Linked DNA regions of Mus musculus: region 2 is linked to region 1. Evidence: chromatin contacts called from public HiChIP or PLAC-seq data. All regions are on one chromosome and are shown on one strand. The core of a region is the stretch at or near the end of the contact, and the rest is flanking DNA. Distances in the headings are between cores, read along the strand shown. Region 1 holds the start of Tmprss5 (transmembrane protease, serine 5 (spinesin)). Region 2 holds the start of Drd2 (dopamine receptor D2).

Region 1 (3,304 bases), core at 263-2,762:
TTGAGGCTAGCCTGATCTACAGAGTGACTTACAGGAAGGCTATGGCTACACAAAGAAACCCTGTCTCGAAAAGCCAAAAACCAAAAAAATGAAAAAAAAAATGAAGAAACAAACAAACAAACAAAAACTTAAAAATAATTTGGGGTTGGAGAGATGCCTCAGAGGTTAAGTGTAACTGGCTGCTCATTCAAAGGTCCTGAGTTCAATTTCCAGCAACCACATGGTGGCTCACAACCATCTGTAATGGGGTCTGATGCCCTCTTTTGTCATGTAGGCATGCATGCAAATAGAGCACTCATACACACAAATAAATAAATCTTTAAAAAAGAAGGAAAGAAAGGAAGGGAGGGAGGGAAAAAGAAAAGGAGAGGGAAGGGAAGGGAAGGGAAGGGAAGGGAAGGGAAGGGAAGGGAAGGGAAGGAAAGGAAAGGAAAGGAAAGGAAAGGAAAGGAAAGGAAAGGAAAGGAAAGGAAAGGAAAGGAAAGGAAAGGAAAGGAAAGGAAAGGAAAGGAAAAGGTCCAGAAAACAGCTCCATAAAAAGATAGTTCCGTAAAGGGCTTCCATGAAATCATGAGAGCTTAAATTCTATCTGTAGAACCTATGTAAACCCAGGGCCTGGTAGCACTTGATATTAATTCTAGATCTCTGGGGCTTGATGGCCAGCTAGCCTAGCCAAACCAATAAGAAACCAATAAGAGATGCTGTCTCCAGAAAAAGAGAGAGAAAGAGAGAAAGAGAGAAAGAGAGAAAGAGAGAAAGAGAGAAAGAGGGAAAGAGAGAAAGAAAGAAAGAAAGAAAGAAAGAAAGAAAGAAAGAAAGAAAGAAAGAAAGAAAGAAAGAAAGAAAGGAAGGAAGGAAGGAAGGAAGGAAGGAAGGAAGGAAGGAAGGAAGGAAGGAAGGAACCAAGGAACCAAGGAACCAAGGAACCAAGGAACCAAGGAACCAAGGAACCAAAGAACCAAGGAAGGAAAGGAAGAGAAGAATCAAGATAGGTAGCACTTTCTACACACACACAGGCTTCCCTCTTGTCTTAATATCCAAGACATTAGACTTCAAGCCCAGCCTCTCACCTAATCACCTTGTCTCATGCACTGCCCCGCCTCAAAATACAACCTGCCCAAACTCATGCTATAGCCTGAAAACTCAGGCCTCCGATGGAAAGACATCTCTTTGCTATACTAAGTAGGAGTCCATTTTAATGCTTTGCTCAGTACAGCCATGTGTAAACTGCTTTATCAGCCCAGAGTAGCGATGGCAAGAGAAAGGCATCCTCTGGAGAAAACTTCATAGCTTCATAGCTCATGCTAGGATGCAATTCCTATCCCAGAGCTGCCAGAAGAGGCTCTTCTAACAACCTTGCATCCCACAGGGTAGAGGGTGAGCAGGACTGGAGGGATGGCAGGGGCGTCACCTTACCATATGAGTCAGCTGCACTGATATAAGGCAGTAAGTTCTGCTGGGCAGGGTGAGGCTCCTGTCCTCATGTCAGGATTGATTCAACAGCCCAGCCAGTGTGGTTGGAGGATGAAGTCTTCCTGGTTCACACATAGCCCCTCCCCTTGTCTCCCACCCCTACACACATAGACACGCACCAGAGAGACAATGAACTATGCTCAGGGCCCATGAATAGGCCCCCTTGTTGTAGAGGATCAGTGCAAGGGCTGGGCTGGGCCTGGCAGCCCCAGCCCCTGCTATCTGCTAACTGGAAGCTTGGAAACAGAAAATAGGGAGGTGGGGCAGGCTACTGTTGCTTAGCAACCAGGTCTCTTGTGCCAAAAAATGTGTCTCCTGTATATACTAGCACAGTTCCCCTTCTTGCTGACAGGGCTGCATTAAAGAGTGATAGATATTAGCATGTGTGGAAATGTCTCTGAGTTCTATGGAAGCTTCCCAGCAGTCTCAGGCTGTCACCATGTTAGAGCTGACAATGACCATGAGGTATCCATGGTGCACCTTTCTCCTGATTGCTAGGAAGTGAGGCCACCTCACCCAGTTCACCCCTGGGATCCAGTAGCCATTGGTGCGATCTTGTTTCAGTGTTCAAGATAATGCAGCCGATCCCGGGCTGGATCAGGACACACCTGGAGCCATGTCTCTTAAAAGGAGAAGCCAAGGGGCACCAGGGAAGCAGGCACTAGAGTGGGGTGCTCTCCTCCAGTCTGCCGTTCATGGATCCCTCTGATGCATCAATTCGATAGCACAGGCTTTAGAGTCAAATCTCTCCAGAATACAGTTCTCCCACTCAGCCTCCCTGTGAAAGGAGAGTCGTAATACTCACCTCACAGTGTTGAGGTTCAAACCAAATGAGATGCTGAATATAGAACTCTTTCTCTAGTATCACTCGCTTAGATTACTGATATTATGGTGGCCAGAGAACTGAAGGGAAGAGATGGTTCTTATGGTAGATGACCCAAGGTTAGGGACATCTACCCTAGAGCACCTTCCCCAGTCAACTAAAAGAAGGCCAAAAAGGAACGCTCAAGGAACAAATGAAGCTGGAGTTCAGAGAAAAGATAGCATAGTACATCTTACAAGGACTGCTGAAGCTGGTTGGTAGACTGGGAAAAGAAGAAATCACTGATATTCCTGAGCCTTTGCCGATGCATTGATTGACGCAATCATGAAGACAACATTCTCCCCAGGGTGATCTGAGCCTGTGTTCCATTTCCTTGAGCCAGCCAAGGCAGTAGAACTTAGCTGTGTTTATTACTCTTGCTTTTAACTTTACAGCAAGCTAAAGGCTATTTTGAGTGGCTCAAAACTTAGAATGAATATTCGAGAAAGAAGCTAGCTAACTGTATTCTTTTTAAGGTTTATGCCCACATACGTGTCTGTATAAGTAAATGCTATGTGTATGCAGGTGCTACACAGGCCAGAAGAGGGTGTCTGGTCCTTTGGAGCTGGAGTTACACGTGGTTGTGAGCCCCACAGTGTGGGGTGCTGGGAACTGAACTGAGGTCCTCTGCAAGCACAGGAAGCACTCTGAACTGCCAGCCCTACCTGTATTTTGCCTGTGTTTTCTTCTTAGGCTTTGCTAACGTGGGCACATAAAGGCGCCACTAATCGTATTAACTATCATCAGCTTCTCCTCTAGCTGCCCGGGTCCCAGCTGCTCTTCTGGTTCTCTTTTTTCCTGGCTTTTTTTTTTTTTTTTTTTTTTTGAGAAATGTAGTTTTAAATGACTTGTCGCTATTTACATAAAACCAGGCCAGTCCTGAGCACATAGCACTCCACTGCCTCTGCCTCCTGCCTCCTGCCTCCTGCCTCCTGCCTCCTGCCTCTGCCTCTGCCTCTGCCTCTCTGC
Region 2 (3,773 bases), core at 635-3,134, 240 kb before region 1:
GCAGATCAGAATCTTCATGTCCCAAGCAAGGAAGGTTGATGGAACTCAGGGCGTTCTTTAGGAGACCAAAGCTGAGAAACACTCGATTTTTTAGCTCAATAGTAGAGCACTTCCTTAGTGGATACAAGACCCTGGAACTGGTCCCCAGCTGCACAAACAAGCAAGAAGACCACAGCTGGGAGGTTCCACTTATTTCTGGAGCTAACCCTCTCAAATCTCTTCCCTCTTCCACATTTGACTTCAAAAATGTTATCAAAGCCCCAATAAAACAGATTTTTAGTGCATTTGCAAACATGAAACCACAAAGTCCAAGCCAGGGGGCAGGGACCCAGTAAATCAGCCTCCTGGTTCTCTTTAAATCAGTTGCACTCGTGTAGGCTGCTTTCTGCCCACCCTCATCAAACAACAGCACACAGGAAAGATGAAAAGAATGCTTTCTCAAGTAGCTCTAATGCGGCCGGGTGGGTCAGGCATAAACACAGTATTTGCATCTGAAGCAGGGTTTGGGGTAACGCTGAACATCTAGTTCCCAAAGAGAGAATCAAGATTGTCCTCAAAGGTTTGCAGCCTAGTCAGAATCCATAAATTGTTGAGTGTGCAAAGGGACCTAGAGAGGGAGTGCACACACTGGATTGCACCTCATCCAACCTCAGGAGCCCCAGAAAAGAACCCAGTGAGGTACCCAGTGAGGAAAAAGATGACTCGCTGAAGCAGTTTCCCTGTGGCTGAGAACAAGGGCCTATCCCCAGGGAGCTGCAATGCTGTTCCTTGTGTCCATGGCAAAGCCTGTTGTGTAGGTGGCAACCGGCTCTCTTAACTCTGCTCCTCAAGAGAGACCTCACAGGCTGCCCGCCGCAAAAAAAGGAAAAAGGGAAGTGCTCTGTTTGACGCTTAGAGAAGCTTCTTCGCATATGGACTTAGTGAGGCTCTTGATCCATTCCAGAGATGGACAGTCCCCTTCTATCACTGTCTCCCGCCCCCACTGTCACCTACACTCCCTGGGGAAAATGGGTCTAAAATACCCGGCTTTCTTTCGGACTGGGTGACAGAGCAGCGGACAGAGAACGGGATTCAGCACCAAGGACAGCAGAAAGCCTAAGGATGGAAGACCGCTCCCGGAAGCAGCTTCACCATCAACCTTGGCTTTAGCCCTTTCAAAAGTCTCCGGTTGCACCAATAACAGAAAAGTCAAAAACAACCCTTCTTCCTTTTGGGTGGTGGGAAACTCTAGTGCGCGCCTGGGGTCCTAGTCTTGAATACCAGGAGGACAATGCCCTACCCTCTGAAGCCACAGCTACACCGACTGTTAGCCAGGATCAGGACTCCCGCCCAGACAGGAAAGCGCGAAGAACGCTAAGAAAGAAGGACTGGGGATGGCCATCCTTCAGGTTTCCGACGCCCGGAACGCAATCTCCCCGACGGAGACTCAGTGGAAAGGGTGCTCCCGGACAGGCGGCGCTAGAGTGGCTGGACAAACTTCTGTTCCCGGCCGGTCATCTCTAGACGCTTCGACCGGTGCAGAGGCCACAGACTGCTTTTGGCTCCAGCCAACCAGTTCTTACCTTCAAGCCATAGGGCGCCCGGGGCCAGAGAAGGCGCCGGCTGCTCGAGGCTTCCAGCTCCCGCCGCATCCACGCACGGCCGCCCCTCCGGCAGCCGTCCGGGGCCGCCGGTCCCCTCTGCGGGTCCCTCGGCTCCCGGCCCCGCCGCGCCGTTCAGATCCCCGGCGGGCAGCCGCTCGGCCGGCTCGGGCCCGCGGGGAGCAGTGGACGGGCCGCGGCGGGGCAGGGCGAGGCGGGGCGGGAGGGCGGGAGCGCAGCGCGGGGACCAGGCGGGGAGGCGGGCAGTCGGCGCTGCGCGCGAGAGGCGACCAGCTCCGGCACTGAGGCTGGACAGCTCCGTGGAGTCAGAGCGCCGCGCGCGCAGGAGGGAGGGGGCGGGGTCACCCTGGCCACGAGGCGCCCGGGAACCCCGCCCCTGGGACAGGCCCCACCCACCCAGGGCCCCAGTGCTATCTCTGCACTGCGGGGCCTGGGGAAGGAACCCAGGAGAGCTGAGACACAGCATCCGTTTCTGGCTTTGAGTAGAGGATAACCTGTGCTCTGGACTGCTCGCCGGTGTCCCCCCTACACTCATTAAGTAACACCCTGTCCATCAAACCTATTCTGGTCTAGCATTCACAACATTAGCCTGTCGATCCCCTCCTTTGAGGAATCAGGGCCAAGGGCTAGCTGAAGCACTACCAGTGGTACATCAAGTCTTTAAAGAAGAAATAGATTCCGGAAAGACATCCAGGGTCCGTGTACAGACGTCTGAAAATCACAGCGGTTAGTTTCGCTGTTGAACTTTCCCAAAGGAAGACCTGGGCAGAGCAGATCTAAGATGGAAATGATAAAGTGGAAATGATAAAGAGTGCCCTGGGAGTTCCAGCTCACCCTGCCCTCTGCACTGAGGAGCAGGAGAAGGGAGAGGAAGAGAAATGTGATCTTCTTCGGCCCTAGCCAGGGAACCTACTCCCCTTTCCATCCTCTTTCTCTCCGATCCAGCTGGTGCTTTCTGTCCCTCTGCCCTGCCTCCGCCAGCTTCTATATGAGATTCAGGAGTAACAGAGGAATAAAAACAGGGTCCCGTTCGCGTGGGGCCACTCCAGAGTAGAGACTTCCAAACACTTGTAGCTTAAGCAGGTGCTGTGGAGTACCAACAGGGAGACCTCACAGGAGCTGGGCATTGAAGGGCCAACGCAAGTCCCCAAGGAGAAGGCACCACAGAATTCCTCGGACAGCAGCACAGAGGACGTTCTGCATACAGCAAGCGGCCATGCCACTTAGCCACAAAGAAGAAACTCCTTCCATTGATCCACACAATTCTGGAAAATTAGGATTGGAAGCAGAGACCTTAATATTCAATTAATCACTGTTTGATGTAAAGGTGGAAACTGGGGCCCAAAGAGGTGTGCCCTTCCAAGCCCCACGAGGACTGAGCAGTGGAACAGCCCTGATACATGGCACGTTTTCCTTAGATATGGCCATCTGTGGAGGCATTTAAAGGAGTGGAAACTTCCTGAACATGATGTAGCCTCCTCTGTCCCTCTTCATTAGTCTTTGGATATGGTCTATTCGTGGGTCTCCTTTAGGCATGGTAGGGAAGTATTAGAACTACCAGAAACATTAGAACTTTTCACATTTGCTTTTAAGGCATTCAAACATTAAGATAGGGTTGAATCTCCACTGTTTTCCTATGTACCCTGGATATGTTCATCCCAAGAAAAAAACCCACTTAGATAGGATTTGTGTCCTGTTCAACCCACCACCTCTATGCATTCTCACATGATCTGGTGTCCTGCCTCTATCACTTGCCAGTTGTAGATGTTACTTTAATTGTTTAATCTCTCTGGGTCTCCGTGTTCATATCTTTACATTGGTCCAAGCAATGCTTATTTCTCTGGGGTGCACCGAGAATAATAGGTGAATTCTCGATGAAGGAACTATATATGAATAAGCTCTCTGGCTGCCCTTAAATGGTAAGGTTGGCTTTGCTGGTTGAGGAGGCAGAAGCAGGAGCCAGCCAAATGACCTCAATGGACACTACACCTCTGCGCTGCCTTTTTTACCCACATCATGCATGGCTGAGTGATTTCATGCTGGCTGTGAGTGAGACGGATGGATCTTTTAGTTTTCAATTAGCAAACGCCTTGCTTTTTTAAACAAGCAGTGCAGAAAACAGATGCTCTGGGTGATTGATGGCAGGGAACATCTGTGGTTAAGCAATGGCTG

The links. HiChIP or PLAC-seq counts read pairs in DNA pulled down with a chosen protein or histone mark.
Region 2: an H3K4me3 HiChIP or PLAC-seq map of forebrain shows a contact between it and region 1, with 4 times the contacts expected there. The contact joins the promoter of Drd2 here to the promoter of Tmprss5 in region 1. A contact is called at or near these places in 1 of 39 promoter capture datasets (stem cell-derived epiblast-like cells), 1 of 484 Hi-C or Micro-C datasets (cerebellar granule neurons) and 2 of 115 datasets of contacts at active chromatin or transcription factors (embryonic basal ganglia and forebrain).

What each region holds. Positions count from the first base shown.
Region 1 is chr9:49,100,936-49,104,239 of GRCm38.p6, reverse strand. Tmprss5 (transmembrane protease, serine 5 (spinesin)) reads right to left here and starts at 1,512. Exons shown (of 13, transcript NM_001359460.1): 1 at 1,417-1,512. The coding sequence starts at 1,419.
Region 2 is chr9:49,338,514-49,342,286 of GRCm38.p6, reverse strand. It overlaps Drd2 (dopamine receptor D2), which reads right to left and starts at 1,884. Exons shown (of 8, transcript NM_010077.3): 1 at 1,563-1,884.